Linked DNA regions of Mus musculus: regions 1, 2, 4, 5 and 6 are each linked to region 3. A link is a contact called in public HiChIP or PLAC-seq and promoter capture Hi-C data. All regions are on one chromosome and are shown on one strand. The core of a region is the stretch at or near the end of the contact, and the rest is flanking DNA. Distances in the headings are between cores, read along the strand shown. Region 1 holds the start of Pla2g4e (phospholipase A2, group IVE). Region 2 overlaps Rtf1 (RTF1, Paf1/RNA polymerase II complex component). Region 3 holds the start of Mapkbp1 (mitogen-activated protein kinase binding protein 1). Region 4 holds the start of Pla2g4f (phospholipase A2, group IVF). Region 5 holds the start of Vps39 (VPS39 HOPS complex subunit). Region 6 holds the start of Oip5os1 (Opa interacting protein 5, opposite strand 1).

Region 1 (3,707 bases), core at 533-3,032, 270 kb after region 3:
GAAGCAGAGAGAGGGAGCTGACGCACTTTGGCTTTTGTACAGTACGACATTTATCAGATAGGACTTATTTAAGATGTTGCTCCCTTCTCAGTAGCATGTTGCCACATGAACAGCACTGCTGTGTGGATTGCGTGTGGACTGCATATTTGAGCACTTGGTACGGTATGTCCCAGGCACTATGCTGGGTCCTTCACTAGCATGGCCTTCTTTCTTCTCAGTATCTCACGAATAGAAATAGATACCCATCTGTCTTAGTCCCTGTTCTATTGTTGTGAAGAGACACCATGACCATACCAACTCTTAGAAGAGAAAGAATTTAATTGGAGGCTGGTTTGCAATTTTAGAGGCTTAGTCTATTTTTAGCATGGTGGGAGCTTGGTGGCAGATTTGGCAGGCATGGTGATGGAGACTTAGTTGGGAGTTATATCCTGATCCGTAGGTGGGGGTGGGGCAGGGGGCTGAGGTGGGTTGGGAAGGGAGGACTACTGGGCCTGGCAGGGGCTTTGAAACCTCAAAGCCCACCCCCAATGACACATTTCCTCCAACAAAGCAACAGTACTAGTCCTACTTCTACCAAAGCGGTCCACTCCCAGGTGACTAAATATTCAAATGTATGAGCCAATGGGGGCCATTCATATTCAAAACCACCTGTGTGATCTTGAATAGATTCCTTAACAAGGCTGAAGGCTCTGGCGTAACTCCAGCTCCAGGGGATCTGACTCCCTCTTCTGCCCTTGTAGATAACTGTACACATGTGACATACACAAACATAGTCACACACATACATATACAAAGCTTTTTTAAAATCTTTAAAAAAAATAGATGTCTAATATCTCCAAGCTTTATCATCTCACTAAGTGCATACATGAATCCTTGCCTAACAGAGTATTGGATACATAGCAGGATACACTCGTTCAAGGGTTACGACTTCTGTTAGCTGGTTTTCTGAACACAAAGAGGTAAAGACAGGTAGGTTGATGGGGTTGGAGAGGGATCACCTCCAGAAAAAGAAAAAAATTAACAAAATCTGAGCTTTAAACTGCAAGAACACATGTGATCTTATTCAGAGTCAGGAGAGGGGCGGGATCAAGTTTAAGGGGACAGGAGCCTTTCCCCTCAGAAAAAAGACATACCTGAGAACTGCAAGAAGCCATGGAAAGTAAAGGTGAGGAGGGCACAGCAGTCTGTGGGTCCTGTGCATCTTCAAATCCACTGCAGTTTCTTCCTAGCTTGCTGTCTTCTTCCCCTTGTGGGTTCTTTGGGACAAGCATGCTGGTCCCCAGGCCATGGTGGCCTTCTGAGGCGTGGGTCATCCCAGCCACGTCTGCTTCATCGGAGTGTGGAATAGACTGCATAGAGCTGGAGCCGATTTTATCCTCAGGGAAGTTCAGGAGAGGTTTGGGAGAAAGGAAAGGTGTCAGCAGGTTCCTCCAGGAGAAATGTCAGATAAATTTTTAAGGAGGGAGGGAGGGAAAGAGGTCACAGCTTCGCTAAGGGAGCGCCGGAAACATTTCGAGCAACCTGGTTGGCAAGAGTAAAAGAAAGGTTCCGTGGTGTGCAGAGGGTCAGCACGCAACAAGGACTGCGCCGCCGCCGCCGCCCCGCACTACGTAGTGCTAGACGAGGAGAGACCGGCTTTGCAGAGCTGCGATTCAGGCTCGGGGCTGTCTCCAGCTCTGCACTGCAAGAGCTATTTTTAAGCGTGAAACTCAATATATCCCAGAGAAGGGGGGCGGGGGCTGGCGATATGCCTGAGGCTAGCAGGATCTAAAGGAGACTCGCATTCTCATCCCGTAAAGCCATTGCTCAATTGTTGCTCCTCATCCCGCATCTCTGTTTTGAGCTATGAAAACAAATACCCACCTCTAGGCTCTCAGCTGATGGTGGAGACTGGTCATTAACCTTGCCTCTCATTTCGTCTGGCTTGATAAATGATATGATGAAGTTGAAAGAGAATGCACCATGGTATTATGTTTAAAATCACAAAAACAAAAGCAAGCCAGGTCCTCTAGAAGAGCAGCATGCGCTCCTGACCGCAGAAGCTGAGCTGCCTCTCCAGCGCCATCTTGCAGTGCGCTAACACAACACGCTTGCTTAGTTTTTTCTCTTTTTCCTTTCCCCCAAATTTTTTATATATTATACATCCCAATCACAGTCCCATTCCCTCCTCACCTCCCAGTCCCGCCCTTACAAAACCCTTCTCCCATTATCCTCTCCCCTTCTCCTCAGAGGCGGGAGAAGACACACCCCCTTCTTGGGTACCAACTACTCTGGATCATCTAGTCCCAGCAGGACTAAGCACCTCCTCTCCCGCTGAGACCCAACCAAGAAGTCCAGGTATGGGAAGGGACTCTAATGGCAGACAACAGAGTCAGAGACAGCACCCCCTCCAATTGTTAGGGGACCCACATGAAGACCAAGCTGCACATTTGCTACAGGGCATGCTCTTTGGATAATGGTTCATTCAGTCTTTGAGCTCCCATAGGTCCGGTTAGTTGATTCTGTGGGTCTTCTTGTGGTGTTCTTACCCCTCTGGCTTGATCAATTCTATCCCCCACTTTTCTTTTCTTTTTTCTTTTTTAATATTTATTATATTTATTAAAGTACACTGTAGCCGTCTTCAGACACACCAGAAGAGGGCATCAGATCTCTTTTACAGATGGTTGTGAGCCACCATGTGGTTGCTGGGAATTGAACTCAGGACCTCTGGAAGAGCAATCAGTGCTCTTAACTGCTGAGCCATCTCTCCAGCCTCTATCTCCCACTTTTCCACAGGACTCCCCAAACTCTGCCTGATGTTTGGCTGTGGGTCTCTATTTCCCTTTACTGCTGGATGAAGCCTCTCAGGAGACAGTTATGCTAGGCTCCTGTCTGCAAGCAGAGCAGAGCATCATTAACAGTGTCAGGGGTTGGCTCTCTCACATGGCATGGGTTTCAAGTTGGGCAGCCATTGGTTGGCCGTTCTCAGTCTCTGCGCCATCTTCATCTCTGTGCATTTTATAGGAAGGACAAATTTTGGGGTGAAGGTTTTGTGGGTGGGTTGATGTCCCCCTCCCTCCACTGGAAGTCCCACCTGGCTACTGGAAGAGCTGGTAGGTAGAGATCTCAGCTAAGGCTACCCCCATAGACTCCCTGTAGCCTCCTCCCAACCCAGGTCTCCAGCTTGTCCCAGAGATGCTCCCCCCACTGATTTCCATTCTCACTCCCAGCCCCCTCCCTCCCCTTCCCACACCTGATCATCACCATCCCTGTTCCTTTCTTCACCTCCTCTCCCACCCAGTCCCGCACTCCATCCACCTCTGATGACTATTTTGTTTCCCTCTGAGTGAGATTCTCACATCCTCCCCTGAGTCCTCCTTATTACCCAGTTTCTTTGGGTCTGTGGATTGTAGCATAGTTATCTTGCTCTTTATGGTTACTGTCCACTTATAATTAAGAACACACCACACGCCTCTTTCTGGGTCTCAGAACCTCACTCAGGGTGATATTCTCAAGTTCGATCCAGTTGCACAGCAGGCACCTTACTTTCTGAGCCATCTCCCCAGCCTCAGAAGTAAAGATTTCTTTTGGTTAATATTTCGGGGGCTTCATGAAGACAAAGGGGAGCTTATGTACCTCTATGCTGAGTTCTCTGTCCTGGGGAACCTTCTGTTCCTCAATACCCTGCCCCCCCCAATTCCCGCACTCAAGTAAGACCTAGAATGATG
Region 2 (3,895 bases), core at 280-2,779, 260 kb before region 3:
GCTAAGAGCACTGACTGCTCTTCTAGAAGTCCTGAGTTTAGTTCCCAGCAACCACATGGTGGCTCACAACCATCTGTAATGGGATCCAATGCCTTCTTCTGGTGTGTCTGAAGATAGCAACAGTGTACTCACATACATTCAATAAATAAATACATCTTTTTTTTAAAAAATGAGCCCGGTGTGGTGGCACACGCTTTTAATCCCAGCACTCGGGAGGCAGAGGCAGGCGGATTTCTGAGTTCGAGGCCAGCCTGGTCTACAAAGTGAGTTCCAGGACAGCCAGGGCTATACAGAGAAACCCTGTCTCGAAAAACCAAAAAAATTAAATAAATAAATAAATAAATAAATAAATAAATAAATAAATAAATAAATGAGCATGCTTGAGTCAGGCTAGGCTCTATGATATTTGGTAGGTTGGGTCAGTGTTTTGGCTCCCATTGCGTTGATATGCAGTTCTTTAATAAGCTGAAGGAAGTCTGTTCATAGGAATGGACATTTGGAAATGTGATTGTTAGTGTAATGTAAACTAAATAGCTTAGGGTCATATTTATGCCTTCTGTACTAATGTGCATTATTCAGTAGTCGGCTTTTTGTTGGTTTGTGGTTCTCGTGATAGATCCCAGGGCCTCAAAATTTCCACTACAGAGTGGTGCCTTCCTTTTTGATTTTTAAGACAAGTTTTCCTGTGTAGTAGCATATGCCATTAGTTCCAGCACTTGGGACCAAAGGCAGGTGGATCTCTGAGTTTCGAGGTTAGCCTGGTCTATATAGTGAGTTCCAGGACAGCCAGAGCTACTTACTAAAAAACAAACAAATATACAAAAGGTAAATAAAATGTAATTAATTTTTACTTATTTACTTTTGTTTTTTCAAGACAGGGTTTCTTTGTGTAGCTCTGGCTGTCCTGGAACTTAATTTGTACACCAGGTTGGCCTCTGCCTCCCGAGTACTGGGATTAAAGGCATGTACCACCGTCACCTAGTGTAATTAATTTAAGTAAAAAATAAAGTAAGTATACTATTTCACTTCATCCAGACAAAAATTATTGAGAAAGTCATAATCTTGTCTTGACTTTTATATTGTGTGTGTGTGCTTGTTTTGTGTACGATATATGTAGGTACTCATGACTATGTGTGCACACAAAAGTTATAATAGAGTGTCTGTCAGGTGTCAGGTGTCTTTGTATTCTACCTGTTCATCTGAGGCAGGATCTTGGCTAAGCTAGAGACCAGCAAGCCCCAGTGATAGTCCTATTTCCACCCCACTCCCTATGGAGCTGAGATTACAGGAATATGTAGACTGCCTGGCTTGTTCTGTGGATGCTGGGATATGAACTCTGTACTTCATGGTTGTGTACCATCTTAATGGCTGAGCCATCTGTCCAGCCCTTGAATTTAGAATGTCATTTTACTAATTAAGGAAAGTAATGTGGGCCAACTTTGGTAGCTCACGCCTCTGTTCCCAGCACTCAGGAAGCCAGACTGAAACTGTCTTCAATAAAACAAAAGGTTGAAATGTTGGTCTGGGATGTGGCTCGGTGTACATTGTTTACATGGTTTACCAAGTCATCAGCACTGCTGTAAACACTCAAGTGTTTAATCAGAATCTGTTTAAGGCTCCCGAGGGGTTGCCACATTTATTTTAAATGACAAAAGTTCTTTCTCTTCTCCCAAAAAGGTCAAAGTAAACTTGTCTTTTGTCTTGGGTAACAGAGCTCCCAGAACTAGCTTCCTGTCCTTTCTACCTGTTATATTAGAAGAAAATTGAAGCATGTTAGCTGTTAATTCTGTTGCCTCAGGAGCCTGTTTGTCCCTTCTGAAGACCATATTAAGTTATGATAAGTTATCCTAGACAAGAATGTTTGGCTTTCAGTCAGCAGAAAGTGGTAGGTATTCATTTTGAGTGTGAATGCCTACAAGGTAACTTGTATTGCAAGAAACAGGACTTGGAATACTGCCTTGGAGTTGTGGGTGAGGAAAGGTGACTTCTAAAGTTTGGGTTTCTGAACTGTGGAGACCATAAGAAAGGCCAGGATCGGGCTGGAAAGATGGCTCAGCGGTTAAGAGCACTGACTGCTCTTCCAGAGGTTCAATTTCCAGCAATCACATGGTGGCTCATAACCATCTGTAATGGGATCTGATGCCCTCTTCTGGTATCTGGTGTGTCTGAAGAGAGCAATAATATATTGATACATATAAAATAAATCTTTTAAAAAAAAAAAAGGCCAGAATCACAAATTTTTAGAGTAGTTTGTCCTAATTTTTTTTTTTTCCCAGACAGGGTTTCTCTGTGTAGCCCTGGCCATCCTGGAGCTCACTCTGTAGACCAGGCTGGCCTCGAACTCAGAAATCCGCCTGCCTCTGCCTCCCAAGTGCTGGGATTAAAGGCGTGGGACACCACCGCCCGGCTGTCCTAAATTTTATATTTGAGTTTTTTTCCATTTTATTGTTTTATTTTTGAGACAAGGCTTACCATCTAACTTGAATGGTCTGGAACAATGTAGACCAGGCTGACTTCAAACTCCTAGAGATGCTCTTGCCTCTTTCCTCAGTTTTATGACTAAAAGTGAGTTTTATCTTTTTATGGTAATGGACGAACTGGGGATCAAACTGAAGCAGATTTTCTCAAGCTTGGAAAGTATGCCATCACTGAGCCTCTATTTTTCCCCTTTAAGAAGCAGGTGGTATTTAGTGACATTTTTAGCAGCTAAAAGAATGTGGAAGGTGGTGACAAAGCTCCTGAGCTCCATGATATTCTGTAGCTCTGGAGCAGTACATGATAGCCACTCAAAAAACTCTCTTCACCTTTTCTTGCTGTTTTGGAAAGTTTTGGGTTTGGGGGTTTCTTTTTTGTTTGTTTGTTTGATTTTGGTTTTTTGCTGTTTTTGTTTTTAGTTTTTCAAGATAGGGTTTCTCTGCATAGCTGTGGCTGTCCTGAAACTATTCTTTGTAGACCAGTCTGGCCTTGAACTCTCAGAGATCCCTTGCTTTGGCCTCCTGATTGCTGGGATTAAAGGCCCGAGCTACAACTGTCCACTTCTTTCTTTTATTATTATTATTATTATTACCATTTTTAAATGTTGTTGTTGTTGTTTTAGTTTTTTCGAGACAGGGTTTCTCTGTATAGCCCTGGCTGTCCTGGAACTCACTCTGTAGACCAGGCTGGCCTCGAACTCAGAAATCCGCCTGCCTCTGCCTCCCGAGTGCTGGGATTAAAGGCGAGCGCCACCATAACCGGCTTAAACTGTTTTTCTGTCTGGGTGTATTCCCTTCATGTGTGTCTGTGTGCCATGTAAGTGCCTGGTGCCTGCAGAAGTTAGAAGAGGACATCAGGTCACCCAGATCTGGACTTACAAATGGCTGTAACTACTGCATTGAGTTCTGGTAATCCAACCCAGGCCTGTGCACCTAAGCATGGAGGAGCCATTTCTCCAGTCCCTAGAGAGTCTCCTCCTGAGCTCAATTAGTCCTTACACCTTAGTGCCGACCCCCAAGTGGGACACAGGGATATACACCAAATGCTTAACTTCACTTAGCTTGGGTTTTTTTTAATTAGTCCATGTAGCATTTATTGGCACTTCATTCCCTGTTAGAGCTGAGTAGCATTCCATTATACATATATGCTGTAGTTTGTTTGTGAATTTGCCATTAAAGTTGTTCTGGCCTTTTTTTCTAGCATGCATAATGCACTGTGTCTTAGTTGGGAATTCCATTGCTGTGAGGAGAACCATGACCAAGGCAGCTCTTATAAAGGCAAACAGTTAGTTGGAGCTTGCTTATAATTTCAGAGGTTCAGTCTATTATCATCAAGATGGGAAGCATGGCAGCGTACAGACTTGGTGCTAGAGAAGGAGCTGAGAGTTGTACATCTCGATCTTAAGCCAACCACACTGGGT
Region 3 (3,437 bases), core at 76-2,575:
CCTATGATGGAGGCCAAAAGAGGGAGACAAATCCCTGGGAACTGTTGTGATATGCCATAAGGGTGCTGGTAAATTAAACCTGAGTCTTATGAAAAGAAGCCAGCGCTCTTAATCACCAATCCATCTGTCCAGCGCTCCCCAACCCCCAAGGTAATTTCTTGAAGTAGTAGCTAGATGAAAAATTCTAGCCAACTTACAAATCTATGAAGCATGAGTATGTGGTATTTCCCCTATCTCCATGAGCTAGAACAAAACAAAACAAACAAAACCTGATAGCAGCAAACTTTGACATCGGTGTCAGCCCTAGGGGTGTTTGCAATTTTTGAAAAGACAGAAAAGATCTGGAGTAGCAAAAATACTGTTAATGCTGTTAACAGTATTTCTTGTTAAATGCTATAAGGACGTTGGCAGCTAAGGAAATGATGGATTATATCATGGGTGCCTTTTCAGTTCACAACCTACCCTAAGGCTCTATTTTGAGGCTTGAGTCTTCCATCACTGATAGATTAAGTTCAAAAGTGTGTAAATTGAGTTACTCTGCGTGAGTCATTGTGTTAGGCTGGCCGGAATCAGAAACGATTCCAACTGCGTTAAATCCCAGCACTTGGAATGGAAAGGAGTTCTTTTGGCAGCATCCCAAACCCCCCCCCTCCTTTTTTTTTTTTTTTTTTTTTTTTTTTATGAGTTAGGAATTAAATTTCAGCCGTAATCTCCTAGGCCCACCAAATATCAATCTTAGGCCTGGAGGCGTGGTTATCAAAGTTCTCTAAGAGGACCATGCCTGATAATACCGTAAAAGGCCAGGTTCTCTCAATTCTAAAGCAATATTACATTGACCTTCCTTTAGGAGCGGTACCCACAATTATACTGTGCAGAATCCGAGACCTCTGCGTTCTTGGTTCATTCCTTGGTTCCGCCCCCATAGGCATCAGTCGTCCAATCGGGAACCAATCTGCCACAGACCGCACCCCCTTTACTAGGCCCCGCCCTCCCAGCGCAGCTCGGCCCAGGCTCTAGTTCGCGTTTTGAGCCGCTGGTGCCACCATAGCTACTGCTGCGGCTGCGGCAGCAGAGCTGAAGCCGTCGATCGCGATGCCGGAGGGCGCTGTGAGCTGGGCCCCAGCGAACGGGGGCGCTGACGAGTAGTAGGGTTTCTGAAGTAGGCAGTGGGTGTGGGGGGCTAAAACGGAGCTCCCAAGACTCGGGTGCGGGAGGGAGCTTCTCGCATCGGCTCGGGCCAGCGTGAGCCCGGCGGCCAGCTCGGTGCTTCGGCCCCTTGCCCAGTGGCTTCGGAGGCCTCCTCCCTTGGACACCTCAGTTACCATGGGAACACTTGGGCTGTAACCGGCGCCCGACTGGTCACTAGTTCATCCGATTCTTCAGTTAAACGCCTCTGGCAGGTGTGGGCCTGACATTTCTTCACTCCAGGGGTCGTCCTCCCCTTGTAAAAAAAAATCTAGCAGGCTAGGGTGGGGATGGGGAGTGGGAAAGCGCAGGGCAATGCCCAGAGTAAGAGTTGGTGACAAGCAGAAGACACCTACTGTGATGATAAGGTTGCTTCTGCCATCTCAGGCCAGTGAAAGTGCATATCCGAAGGCTGTGTTGAACGAGAAGGCAGTACCGCTGTTGAGACAAGTCCAAAGGCTAGGCCAGGGACTGTCCTTAGGGGCTCCTCGTTATGATGGCTGGAGAAGGGTCAACCATTACTAGCCGTATCAAGAACTTGCTGAGGTCTCCATCCATCAAATTACGCAGAAGTAAAGCAGGAAACCGGAGAGAGGACCTCAGCTCCAAGGTGAGTCCTGTTGGGAGCCACCTCTTACCTACTCTGTCCTCTCCTGCACTTCGTTCCTTTTTTTTACCTTTCTCTTTCTTGAGGGGCAGGAAGGGGGTGGAAGAATGAAATTTCTCTGTTGGCTTTAAAAGATCATATACGCTTATCTTTGACGACCTGATTTGAAGTTGGAAGAACAGCAGGCGTGGGTGGGCATGCTGAGACGCAGCCATGGCTTGAAGAAGGGCATAGGAAGGCAAACTGGGTTTAACAGGGCCTCAGTTTAAACTAAGTGTGTGCTTGGGAAACAAGTTGACATTTTATGACTCAGTTTCTCTTCTTAGAAGAGTACAGTGAGATCACATATTCTGTAAAGGACCTAGCTGTGACTAATGTATTAGTGTAACAGTTGGGGTTATAATGCCAGACTGTACAACAGAAAGAATATACTAATACACTTCATCTAAGAGAGCAAAACAATTTTTTGACAAGCTTAGTGATGCATGCCTGTAATCCCAGCACTAGGGAGTCAGAGGCAAGTTCAGCCTGGTCTATATAACAATTTCCAGGGGGAGCCAGGGCTACATAGTGATACCCTGTCATGTTCAAAGATGTAGAAGATTGGGCTGGCAAGATTGGACTGGTAGAGACCTTTGCCAACAAGCCTGATCTGATTTTGATTCCTCGGACCCACATGGTGGAAGGAGTAAACCAACTCCTGGAAGTAGTTCTCTGATCTCCACATGTGCATGCACATATGCAGGGGAAGAAATAAATGTAAAATGGTTTATCTCTTTAAGATACTTAAGTTGCTGGGCTAGAGCGATGGCTCAGTGGTTAAGAGCATTGGCTGCTCTACCAGAGGTCCTGAGTTCAATTCCCAGCAACCACATGGTGGCTCACAACCATTTATAATGAGGTCTGATGCCCTCCCTCTTCTGGCATGCAGGTGTACATGCAGATAGAGCAATCATATCCATAATATAATATAAATAAAGATACTTAAGTTGCTTTAACTGGAACGTCTTGGTTTCTCGTGATAACATGAAGGAGCCACGTGTGTGTGCCAGAAAGGCAGCTCTCCTGGTCTGTCCTTGTGGCACTGCTCATTCTGAGCATTGTATGCCAGCATCCTTCTTCTGGGCAGACGTTCATCCATCTTCCATTCTTATACATGTCTGGGATTTGGTCCTTATACTTTTTTTTTTATTTGTTTGGTTTTGTTTCAAGGCAGGCTCTTGTTACACAGTCCTGGATGGGTTCGAACTATAAACTTGTGCCACAGCCTTCTGAGTGCTGGGATTGCTGGCATGCCCAGCTCATATTTTATTCAGTTTTGAGACTCATCACAATTTGGGGCATACAAAAGTAGAATACATTTATTTACAAGATTTCCCTTGAGGGAGTCTTGAGCATTGTTCCCACAGGATCAGATTAGGTTTTGTGTCTTCCTAGGAGCCCATAAACATAGTAACTCTGTGTGGCATAGGATTGCCAAGGGCACAGTCCTTAGAGACAGCAGCATATTGTTGCTCTACCTTAGCAGAGCAATAATTGGCTTTGGTGCCCCTTTCAAGGATTTTTTTTCCGAGACAGGGTTTCTCTGTGTAGCCCTGGCTGTCCTGCAACTCACTCTGTAGACCAGGCTGGCCTTGAACTCAGA
Region 4 (3,643 bases), core at 648-3,147, 340 kb after region 3:
GTCATTGGCTGCCATGCCCAGCCCCTTACTGGCCCACACCTTCACAGCGCCGTGGATCTGATAGGGAAAGGTCTCATTCCATTCTGGATCACTGCTGTTAACCACTGTCCTTGTCTGACTGGGGCTAACAGAAGCCGTGGGCAGCCACAGTCGAACATAGCAGTCGGCTTTGGACACTGCAGGTAAGCGGGGGAGGAGACTTGGCATCAAACTCTGATTGTTGAAAAGGTTTCCTGGAGGCTGGACTCAGAAAGGAAGGAGCAAGGGGAGAGGAGGCTGTCTGCCTGTGGTGTTCCAGGCTCTACCTTAGCCAGGTAACCTCCCACTCAACTGACAGAAATCCCCACAGCAGCCACAGTTCAAAGGATCATGTGGTAGCACAAACCATTGAGTAACTCCTTGAAATGGCCTGATTCAGGCAATAGAACTCTGTACCATGTGTGGGTACTGCCAAAGCTCCTGGAAAGCAGGCATTGATGTGTGGCAACGGGGCCTAACACACCCTCAGAAAGCCTCCTAGAGTCAGGAGGAGGCTGAAGTCTGCCCAACTCACCCCTCCAGTGTGCCTGCATGCCTCTATACCCCACACCACACCAAGGTACCCTCCCTCCAATGATTAACACCACCCTACCACCCTACTCCAAGAGAGCACACACACACACACACACACACACACACACACACACACACACACACACACACAGACACAGAGAGAGAGAGAGAGAGAGAGAGAGAGAGAGAGAGAGAGAGAGAGAGAGAGCAAAGCAAGGATTACTCACACTTATCTGTGTGCTGGATGTTTCTGGCCCTCAGCACCTTCACTTGAAGGTCGTAGTATGGGTGGGTTTCCTGCTGAAACAACAGAACCCTAGGAACTCAGTTCCAGGAAGCTAGGGTTGGCCTGATCTCCTCTCTCAAGTGTTTTCTGGCTTGAGTTTCTACTCTGTCTTACCATAGAACTTGCCTGGCCCAGGTCACTAATGCTCCTATGCCAGGAGCTCTGGGAAGCTTTTGCAAGGCGCAGGGTGCTGGGTGGTCAGGATTGGTGAGGGGCCTGGAATCTGGGGACCAGCTCAACTCTTAGTGTTCCCATGAGCAGCTAAGCTAGGTACGCTTTATAATGGTCAGCCTGCAGCTGCCCTCTAGACGTGACCTGGGCACTAGGATAATGTATTTAAGAAGGTCAAACACTAAAAGAGAAAGCCAGAACCCACTGCACCCACCAGCTTCCATGCAGGGGCTGAAAGACCAACCAGAGGCAGGAATGGGCAAGGGGAGGGGAAGCCAAGTCTCCTAGCTTGTTCTGGTCTGATAAGTCACTAGATTGAAGACTGAGCTCAAAACAAAACAAAACAAAAATGATGATGCCAGATTGCAGCCTTCTGGGTGTTAATCTACCCCCTGAAAACCCAACAAACCCTTCTCCCTTCTCTCCACAATGGTTATACAGCTAGACTAGTGCATTCCTGGCAAACCAACCACAGGCAATGGTCTCAGGCCGCCATCATTTCTTTTTGGAGGCCTTGGCCTGTCTCTCTAGTTTGAGCTTTTCCAGGTTGTCTGTGGTATGTTCCACCCTAAATCAAACCCCAGTGCAATGGCTGGCTTAGTCCCCACGGGGTGCCAGCCATCTCCCAGGACTCCAGCCAGCTTTTCCCAAGTGAGATCAGTACATTACCCGCCTATGCTTCCATTGTGGTTCGCTCTTTTCTGTCTTCCGTAGCAGTATGGCTCCAAGAAGGGGAAGTCCCTTGCCTGCCAGCCACTTTGGCTGGAGAGTCCAGGGCATGGCCAGCAGTAGCAGCTCAGGTCCCAGTAGGGAGCTTGCCTGTTTCCCAGAGCCACCCTTTCTCTGGCTATATTCACTGTCGCTCAGGTCTGACAAGTAGCACAGGAGTGGGAAGGGTGGAGCCACTGCTAGGCTGAGGCACCGGGGCTGGAGGAGGGGTTTGAAGTGCTCCAGGAGGGGTTTGAAGTGCTCCAGGAAATGAGTGGAGCCTGCTTTCCCTAGGCAATAGGCAAGTTGCTCCCTTTCCAAGAGACTCTTGGGGTCCTGCTTAGCTCTCTGGTCTCCAACTCAGGCCCTGCTTAGCTGAACTAGTTGTGAAAAACAGACACCACTCCCATCCCTTGCCATGTATGGGTAGGGCAAGAGCCCAGATATTCTTGTTTCCAACTAGTCTGCCATTAGCAGAAGTCAGGAGGTACTATAATCAGGGCTAACCTCATCTAGCTGCCAGAAAGCCCCACACCATCTCTCCTTCAAGTCCCACTTTCTCCACAGCTCTTAAGCAGAAACAGAAATCTCTGGCTCGGGTTTTTATGGGGAATCACTGACATTTATTGTCTCTTTTGGCCTCCCTCAGTTATTTCCTTAACACAAAGGTCATGGTATGTCTGTACCAAAGCCACCCACACCCTGAAAAGATTCATTTCATGACTCCTTTCCTGGGTTGGTAGAAGTGCCTGGTGCTTCAGGCATAGAGGCGGGGGCATGGCCAGGTATTGTAAATAAGGACAGAAGAGAGGCAGGCCTCTCTATCCTTAAACTGCCAGAGATAAAGGCTTTAAAGTGTCCATGACCATTTTGAGGCTCCGGCTGCAACCGCATGTCATGTCCTTTCCTGTGGACCACAGTCATCTAGGTGGCGAGGCAGGGACAGTGGCTAGCAAAAGTTCCTAGGAGACTCTTTTCATCTCTTTAACCATAACCCTTTCATATAGCTAAGGGTAGTGGTACACAGAACCCCAGGACAGGCAGGAGGCTCACTTGAACTCAGCATCGTGAGACCAGTTTAAGGTACCAGATAAGACCCCCATCTCGACCAGGTAATCTCTACTGCCTTCCCTCCCTCACACATCCACAGCTGGAGGCTGCAATGACATCCACAAAGGTGAATTAACTCCCAAACGAACAGGCCATGCTCAGACCAGAAATTCCAGAACCAGAGGTGACGTAACTGTGGTGACCTGCTTCACCTCAGATAGATTGTAAAAGAGATCTGACTCAGAGATGGCTAAGCCCAGCCCCCTTGCTGAACATGGATAGTTCAGCACCTGGATCCCAGGCTGAAGCTGGGGCTTTGGGTAAGGAGGGGCAGAGTTCTAGCTGGCTGAGTGCTTTTGGGCTTAAACCATATTCTCTGCTCGGAAGCCATCTCCCCATGCCTCAACAGACATGCCTCAACTCAAGTTCTGGATGCTTTTCACTGGCAGAAGATCTTCAGGACAGCCACAGACAGACAGCTAGGGTATCACAGAGGGACCAAACTGGCATTTTAGAACCAGGAAAAGTGAGCCAACTTTACTTTTCAAACAGAGTCCCTCCCTCTTACCAATTCCACATCTTCACAGGAGTCTTCTGGCCATAGTGAGCTTCAGGAGGCACAAAGCAATGGTGTATTAGATTCTGGGATTCCCAGAGCGATGATGGAAATATTCTGTGCTTGTGAGATCAGCCACACATCCACAGCCACAGATGCTGTGCTGGCCACAGATGGAGGCTTTTGTGAGAGGAGTGTTACTCTTTTTTAACTTTCTGATTCTTTGTGAATTTCACATGTACTCCAATCCCATTCAACTCCCCAACTCTTCACATCCACCCTCTGCCCCCGCAACCTCCCCCTCAAAGGAAAACAAACAA
Region 5 (3,718 bases), core at 887-3,386, 380 kb after region 3:
AAGCGGCCCCATACTACAAACCTGGGATTAAATCAGAAATATATTCTCATAATATTTCTGCGCTTTTTAACATTTTTTAAAAGACATCAAAACCCCAAAAATTGTCTTGTTAGGGTCATGCTATTAGACATCCCAATGCCAAAAAGGCAGCTGGATTCTATAACTGGAGCTCAAGGAAACCTTCAATGTCCTCATTTCTGTTGCCCACAAGAGAGACAGATTATGCCAGTCTTTCAGCTTAAATTTTGTCTGGGTCTTCATGTTCTGATTGCTAGATGAACTTTCCAGACCAACATACACAAAAGGTACAATGACTAGAAGTAGCAATAATTGCTAGTGCTAAAGCAGCAATAGTTATTATCTAAAGCCTGAAAGTGAACAACCTTCCTGTACTCCAGCAGCGACCTTAGTAGCCGAGGGGACCGGGCATTTCTCCTGTTTGGTGTGGGGTCAAAGCAGGACAAAAGCCACTTATCATTCCCAAGCTGGTCTTGAGGAGCTGAGCTAAGTGGCCTCTTTACTCTGACAATGTGGAGTCAATGAGTCTCTCTCAGAGGAGCAGTCAATGACTGTGACACGCTAAGGCAAGTGTGTGGCAGGCAGTTGCACTCATCTTGCTTGGATGTTCTGCCTTAGACTGAACTGAATACCTGCCCTACGTGTTGAAATAGGTAGCACACACTTCTGGTATCATCTATCTGGTGTCATAACCTGTCCTCATGCTTTTGACCCCCAAAGTGTTCTGGGTACACAGATACTATTTCTCATTCATCCTTGTATTCCTGTCCATAGTAGAGAGAACGGTACAGGTGGGTATCCAGAACATATTTAATGAAACAAAAGAGAAATGAACCCCTCCATGTATTATTCTCTATTGAGAGCACTTTCCTCCAGGAAATGAGGTTTTCTTGAGATGGCTGTAGGAAATTGGGTTCTATTCTCTCCCTAATTCAAAGGACTACATCAGTTTACATTGGAGGTACTATTTTACAGAGGCTAGGGGCTGCTCAAAGAAGAGCACAGGGAAAAAAAAAAAAAAAAGATGTGAATCCCTCTAAGGAGGCCACAAAGAACCTGCAAGGATGCCTGGGAAGCGCTAGCAACAGATGCTCGGCACACTGGTCACCATCAACATTTCCTTGTGGTCCATCGTGGTGCCTTCCTTAGGGTAAACTCTACGTACAGATTCTGAACTTTACCTTTGTATGGGCCCTTGATGTTTCTTGATATTTAGGGCATGGACATTAACAGAAAAGACTGAATTATTTTTACGTAGCCTGTTATGGGTAATAACGATGCATAGAAAAGCACTCGATGTAGCCTGAGAGCCAAGATTTACGTTCTTGAACTCCAGAAAACATGAAGGATGCTGACCTTGCTTTCTGCATTGGTCAATCCCAAGAAAAAGTATACAAGGTCGCATGGGTCAGGTTTCACAGCAATCTGTTATGATGCTCTTCCACTTCAGTCAGGTAACTTGGGCACCTCACGACATAAGGTAGTTATATGAGCTAACTACTAAAAGGAAAAATAAACTAAGTGAACACTAAATGCTCTGAAGCATACGGTGCTAACATTGTCTGTCACCTAGAACACACCGCAATCATTTAACAAGGTGAAGCACCTGGCAGGCTTTGCCCTTTTCACTCAAGACTTCTTGGGAACCGAAATGGGCCCCAACAGAGCACATTAATAATGTGAGCTCAGCCTCCAACTGCATAGCGCACAAGAGAGAGCGCGGAGCGTCCACAAATGGACTGTCCTTAGCAATCACGCAAGCCGCCCGGGGTCCAGTCACGTCCGCCCTCTCTGACAGCCTGCGTCCGCAGCCCACCCACAGGGTCAGACGCCTTGCCTCTCTATAGCTCGGCGTGAGGGGCCGCTGCCTCCCTGACCCGAGGCCCCGCGGCTCACCCCAGGCAGCCAGGCAGTCGATCTGCAGGGGAAGCTTTTCCAGGATCGGCACCGGCTCGAAAGCGTCATGCATGGCTGCGGGAGCTTCACCGCCACTGTCCCGCCCCTGCTGCTGGGAGGAGCCTGCCGTCCGAAAACAGGGAAGACTCGTATTCCACCAGGGACCCCTGCTACAGGGCCTTCAGCAACAACTCCATCCTCGCCGCCGGACTTCCTGTTGCCTTAAGCCCGCCCCTTCCGCAGCAGAAGCTCCGCCCCCAACCCGAGTTCACATCCATACCAGCTGCTCAGAGTCCCTTGGTGTTTGTGGTGGTAGAAGAGAAACTGATCTTTTTTTTTTTTTTTTTAAAGATTTATTTATTTGTTTTATTTATATGAGTACACTATAGCTGTCTTTAGACACACCAGAAGAGGGCATCAGACCCCATTACAGATGGTTGTGAGCCACCATGTGGTTGCTGGGAATTGAACTCAGGACCTTTGGAAGTGCAGTCAGTGCTCTTAACCACTGAACCATCTCGCCAGCCCGAGAAACTGATTTTAGGCAGTCAACTTAGTGAAGACCTCGCGATAAAGAGGAATTTAGCTCACTGGGCTGCGTGTCAGGAGAGATGGCAGCCTGACATCCCAGGACGCAGGAGGTTCAGAGTTATCTTCAGTACGTATCAAGTTTGAAGCCAGCCTAGGATACATGAGGCCCTGTCTCAAAAACCAGCCCTCCCAACCACGGAGGAAAAAGGAACTTCTGCCTTGGCGTCAGTCTTGGGTTGGAGATATACCACTTAGGAAATTTGGCTTTTCTTTTTCTTTGGAAATAGATTGTTGCAGGCCTTACTTTCATACTCTGCAAAACCTTCTTCAAAATAAGATTGCTTAGAATCGTGAACATCTGTCAAGTCTGACACACTCTAGCCAGTCAATAGATTGCTTCAGTACCATCATTACATTTCAGCTAATTCTTAGTTGTACCTTAGGTTTACATTGTTAAAGCTGTAGACCAGTGATTCTCTCCTAGTGCCTAGTCAAGCAAGTTTTGAAAAATTCAGGCTCAGACCTCATTCCAACTTTACTCAAACTTTGGAGAGTAGTATGAACTCAAGTAAGTTCATACACTTGAACAGGAAAGCCATTATAGGCTAATGTTCCTTAGCCCGGGCATAATCCCCTAGGGATTGCATACGGGACTGTTATGTGTGCACTGGAGGATGTTGGGAAGCAACCTCAGAATCTACCTGCAAGAGATGTTAGAGAAGCCCGCCCAAAGGTCAGATACATTAATGAAGATGCAATCTGGTAAGCACTTCTGGCGAGCCACTGTTACTGACCAATGTTTCAGGTCAGAGGTCAGATAGATGTCTTCCTCAGCTGTTTTCCACATTATGAGAAATGGCCTGTGTTTTTGTTTGCTCGTTTCTGAGACATATCCACCCCTTTTACAACTAGCCAGCCTAGCTCACTGGCAAGCCAGTAAGCTCCAGGGACCCACCTGTCTCTAGTCTCAGTGTTAAGGGCACTAGCTTTGTCACATGGATGACACGGATCCAAACGAACCCGGATCCTCATGCTGTGTGGCAAACACTTTACAGAGTCATTGTCCTGGCCTCCAGGCCACTGCACCTGGAGACATTACTAAAACATCCGTTTGATTCAATCAATCCAGAATGGGATCAACTGATCAAATGTTTCAGGCCACTGCACCTGGAGACATTACTAAAACATCCGTTTGACTCAATCAATCCAGAATGGGATCAACTGATCAAATGTTTCTTATAAGACTTGCCTTGGTCATGGTGTCTGTTCACAA
Region 6 (3,675 bases), core at 847-3,346, 380 kb before region 3:
TGGGGTGATGAGGGGACATGGTTTGTTTATATGGTCTCAGCTATTCTGGAATGCCACTCTGTTGACCAGGATGGCCTCAAACTCATAGAAATCTGCTTGCCTCTGCCTCCTGAGTGCTGGTTTAAAGGTGTGCACCACCACTACCCCAGCCCCAATTCTTAAAAGTAAAAATTTTCAAGAAAAATAAAAACTATAAACTTAACCAAATGAGTTGGGATTGAGGTGGCCAAGGTGGGAGGATTGCTAGAAGCTTGAAGTACGTGCTAGAGATGGCCCAGCAGTTAGAGTCCTTCTTGCTCATGTAGGGACCCACCCAGGCATGAGTCTTAGCCCTGCCATGGTGACTCACAATGATCCCTGACTCCAGATCCTTGGGATCTGATACCTCCTCAGGCACTAAGCAAGTGTGTGGTACATGTACATGCATAATCACAGGCAAAATAATTTACATAAATTTAATCTAAAAATATATCAAATCAAAATACATGAAAAAAATGGATATGGGTGTATTAAACAGATATAGCTCTGATAAGTGCTTGTCTAATATGCATGCAGTCTGAGTTTTCACTACATGTGAGCACACACACATACACCTCAGGCAGGAGAATTCCTCACCTATACCCCATATAAATAGGAAAGACATAGCACCATGGTTTGATGGTAACAGCCCTGCAGTGTCACCTGAACCCCTGCTTAAGTGAGTTGAGGAGGGACAAGACTGTTTCTGCTGGTTCTTTGGGCAGCCCTTCGGCTTAGCCCAGGCCTCATTGCTTGATATCGCTCCTTTGGATTACTGTTGTCTGTGCATCTGTCTGTCCCTACTCAGTCCTGCACCTCACCATATTCCTCCGTTGACACTCACCTGGACCCCTCAGCTAGCTTCAATACTCTGTGTCTTTCTAAATGAGTTCATCAATATCTAACTGTGGTGACTTTTCCCATTTATATCAGCTCTGTCTGGATGTAGTAAAACCTCACTGAACACAGAGGTTTGTGTAATCCTTTGCAGGCCTTCTGTAGTCTAAGTATATACAGATATACAGTGTGCCTATTCATACACAGAGACATACGGTGCAGTGATGTGTGATCTGATAGTAGCTAACACTCAAAGAACCTGTCTTTGGATGGAGGACATTGTTGCTCACTTGAGATTCAGGACATAACCAGTGTGGTAATTCTGTTACATTGCAATTTGAGGCCAGCCTGGGATACACAAGGTCTCTGTCACCAGCCCAGCTATAAAGGGAAATCAAGGCTGATGGCCAGTTGCAGCCAATAAATCAATGTAGCTTGTGAATTTATTATTATTCAATAGGTTCTAACATTCTAATAATAATAACGAATAATGTAATTATTATTATTATTATTATTTTATTAGCCAATAGATTCAATAGACAACTGTGTTTTGTCTTTGTATGGCATAGCATCCTTATCACAGAGGGAAGCATAGAAATTTGGATTTAATAAATGGCCTAGTGATAACCCCGTCATTTAGGAAGCACTGCTTATCCAGAAGAACGTGTGTCATCACCTGGAAGAGTCACACTATTGCCTTCACTACCTCTCCTGGAAATACCGCTAAAGGATCTCTAAATCCTACAACTGGAACAAACAACAAATGCAGTTTAACATTTTCTCAGGCAGCGGGCAGGCCCTTTTAAGGTGAGGAAAACTACGCTACTGTATTGACCTTTAAACAGCAGGCAACATTCTCTCAAGTGGGTCAAAGTCAGAAGAACTGACACCATGAAATTGTTCCTCTGGGTGTAGTGTTAGTCCGGGTATAAAAATCCTTTAGCCAAGAGAGGAATTACTAGTAACAGTATATTTTTACAGTAACGATAATTTAAAATAGTCATTTGGCCTTGTAGTGCTATCTTACTAAAAAGTGAGACTGCCTCCGTGCGGAATGTTTTTCCTCAAGTGAATTACAACAACCCTTTTCCTCCTTAACTTCAACTGGAGCACTAAGCTCCAACAACAAAAAATAGAACCAGAGAGAGGGATTGATTGAAGTACTTCCCAGCCAATCCGCGATGGAAAAAGAGCGCGCGAGCAAGGTGCTGTCCAATCATCACTCGGAGGCGGGGCGGAGCCTTTCGCGCCTCCGCCCCTGGGTTGGCGGACAGGGGAAGGAGCGAAGATGGCGGAGTGAGGCGTGCCCCGGGCAGCTGGCCTGCGGGCCCGGGGCAGGCCTCCCGTGAGAAGCGGAGTACTTGTGCTGGACCGTGTGAGGTGAGCTGAGAAGTCCGTCTGTCTATCGGGAGACGAGCAGCCGGTGGGGCGGCACAACTCGGGACGGGGTAGCGGCGAGCCTAATGAGGGAGCCGGCGAGGCCTGGGCCTGACAGGGCTTTGCATTCGCAGCCGCGTCCGGTCGGCTCCGCCGCCTCCGGGTATGTGGCCGCGTCCTTCCCTTACCAGCGCTCCACGCCCTTCCTTGCGCCCTTCGCTTTGGCCGCTGCGTGCTTTGCCCTGGTTCTCTGAGTTGCACGTACGCCGGCCGTATCGGGAAGCCGCTGTGTGCACCTCCCTTTTATTTTTCTAAGACTATCTCTGTATTGTTTGACCCTTTACCGAAGGCGTCACCGGTTGAGGTTGACAGGCCTGTTGCAGCTCTGGGCATTTTGTGTCCCTGGCGCGTTGACCTTGAGATTTGCTGTAAGAGGCTCCCTCTGGTATTTTCATTTGAGTATGTGTATTACAGATAGACTCTTGCAGCCTTTACCTCATACTCGCCCCTGCCAAACTTTTATGACCGTAGTAAGCAGCTTTGTCCTTGGACGTCCTGATAATGCCCTTATGGCGCATTAGTTTCGGCAAACGGGTCTCAGTGGAATTCACCTATGTTGATTTCTTACCCAGGATCAAGGGAAACGGCTTACGATGCTTTTCTTTTCGTTTTTTTAGAACTATAGTTCTGGAAGTACTGCTGGAATCTCATTTGTGTAGTTGGTGTACACTGGTGACAGTGTAGTACTAACAAGATATTTATATTTGATTCTTATTTAATTTTATCTCTTTGTAATTGGGAGCCCCCTTACTTTTATTGGTATTCAGCTAAATTCTCGGAAAGTCTTTGCTTCTGAATTCTGGATCGGGGAGACATTTGCTGCGTGTGTTGGTGCTCAGGGCCAGAAATTTACATCTATCAAAACCTTGTTTCAGAAATAAACTGGCATATTAGTGAGAGCCAGTTCAAATGGAAAAATCATAATGTGAGTGAATGTTTGTGATAGATTATATGGTTTTTGTTAGCCCTAGACTTAGCAGAGCTGAAGCAGGAAGCACTTGCTTAGGGGGTGAAAAAAAAACCAAAAAACAAAACCCCTCCCCTTTAGCACAAGTAGTTTTTCTTTTTAATATGATCCACAAGTAGAAAAAAATAGGTATGAGCCAGAGGAAGGGAATATAACATCCTTCCTCATCTTAAAAAAGAGAAAGTCGTTTGCTTTCCACTAAAAGACAGCTCTACATTACGGGAGGTTTTCTGCGGAGTTACAGTTTCTCGCCCCTCCAGAGAGACTACAGTATCATATACAGTATCATAAACTCAGAGTTGCATAAAGCTTCAGAACTTCTCCAAAAATGTTATTGTTTAAACACTAATTCCACTAGAGGTGTACAGAAAGTGACATTATGATTATTCCTTTAGAATACTTATGAGAGTGAATTT

What was found. Promoter capture Hi-C pulls out the DNA fragments that hold promoters and counts their contacts. HiChIP or PLAC-seq counts read pairs in DNA pulled down with a chosen protein or histone mark.
Region 1: a promoter capture Hi-C map of second pharyngeal arch cranial neural crest shows a contact between it and region 3. The contact joins the promoter of Pla2g4e here to the promoter of Mapkbp1 in region 3. A contact is called at or near these places in 8 of 39 promoter capture datasets (the C10 cell line, the HPC-7 cell line, cranial neural crest and 5 more).
Region 2: a contact with region 3 is called in an H3K27ac HiChIP or PLAC-seq map of embryonic stem cells, with 5 read pairs. The contact joins the enhancer-like site here to the promoter of Mapkbp1 in region 3. A contact is called at or near these places in 12 of 39 promoter capture datasets (the 3T3-L1 cell line, 3T3-L1-derived adipocytes, the HPC-7 cell line and 7 more), 3 of 115 datasets of contacts at active chromatin or transcription factors (bone marrow-derived macrophages and embryonic stem cells) and 2 of 9 other capture datasets (adipose tissue and liver).
Region 4: an H3K4me3 HiChIP or PLAC-seq map of bone marrow-derived macrophages shows a contact between it and region 3, with 3 times the contacts expected there. The contact joins the promoter of Pla2g4f here to the promoter of Mapkbp1 in region 3. A contact is called at or near these places in 2 of 39 promoter capture datasets (frontonasal cranial neural crest and hippocampal neurons), 2 of 484 Hi-C or Micro-C datasets (myeloid progenitors and nephron progenitors) and 2 of 115 datasets of contacts at active chromatin or transcription factors (both in bone marrow-derived macrophages).
Region 5: a contact with region 3 is called in a promoter capture Hi-C map of liver, with 3 times the contacts expected there. The contact joins the promoter of Vps39 here to the promoter of Mapkbp1 in region 3. A contact is called at or near these places in 6 of 39 promoter capture datasets (the 3T3-L1 cell line, hippocampal neurons, liver and 1 more), 1 of 115 datasets of contacts at active chromatin or transcription factors (memory CD8 T cells) and 1 of 9 other capture datasets (pancreatic islet).
Region 6: a promoter capture Hi-C map of pre-B cells shows a contact between it and region 3, with 4 times the contacts expected there. The contact joins the promoter of Oip5os1 here to the promoter of Mapkbp1 in region 3. A contact is called at or near these places in 3 of 39 promoter capture datasets (hippocampal neurons, liver and pre-B cells).

Annotation. Positions count from the first base shown.
Region 1 is chr2:120,243,553-120,247,259 of GRCm38.p6, forward strand. It overlaps Pla2g4e (phospholipase A2, group IVE), which reads right to left and starts at 1,783. Exons shown (of 20, transcript NM_177845.4): 1 at 1,134-1,783. The coding sequence starts at 1,355.
Region 2 is chr2:119,706,267-119,710,161 of GRCm38.p6, forward strand. All of the region lies in intron 4 of Rtf1 (RTF1, Paf1/RNA polymerase II complex component), which reads left to right. Among named protein-coding and RNA genes, the nearest start is that of Gm25857, 33 kb to the right of the region's middle. Within about 2 kb of position 1,530, at least 5 of the 459 cell types and tissues checked have an H3K27ac peak or open chromatin away from gene starts, as enhancers often do. A contact at or near this core is called in embryonic stem cells, where this site is marked.
Region 3 is chr2:119,971,374-119,974,810 of GRCm38.p6, forward strand. It overlaps Mapkbp1 (mitogen-activated protein kinase binding protein 1), which reads left to right and starts at 1,326. Exons shown (of 30, transcript NM_011941.3): 1 at 1,326-1,795. The coding sequence starts at 1,679.
Region 4 is chr2:120,312,268-120,315,910 of GRCm38.p6, forward strand. Pla2g4f (phospholipase A2, group IVF) reads right to left here and starts at 1,898. Exons shown (of 20, transcript NM_001363073.1): 1 at 1,679-1,898; 2 at 780-852; 3 at 40-176. The coding sequence starts at 1,789.
Region 5 is chr2:120,351,001-120,354,718 of GRCm38.p6, forward strand. It overlaps Vps39 (VPS39 HOPS complex subunit), which reads right to left and starts at 2,137. Exons shown (of 25, transcript NM_178851.4): 1 at 1,915-2,137. The coding sequence starts at 1,987.
Region 6 is chr2:119,592,200-119,595,874 of GRCm38.p6, forward strand. Oip5os1 (Opa interacting protein 5, opposite strand 1) reads left to right here and starts at 2,097. Exons shown (of 3, transcript NR_027832.1): 1 at 2,097-2,235.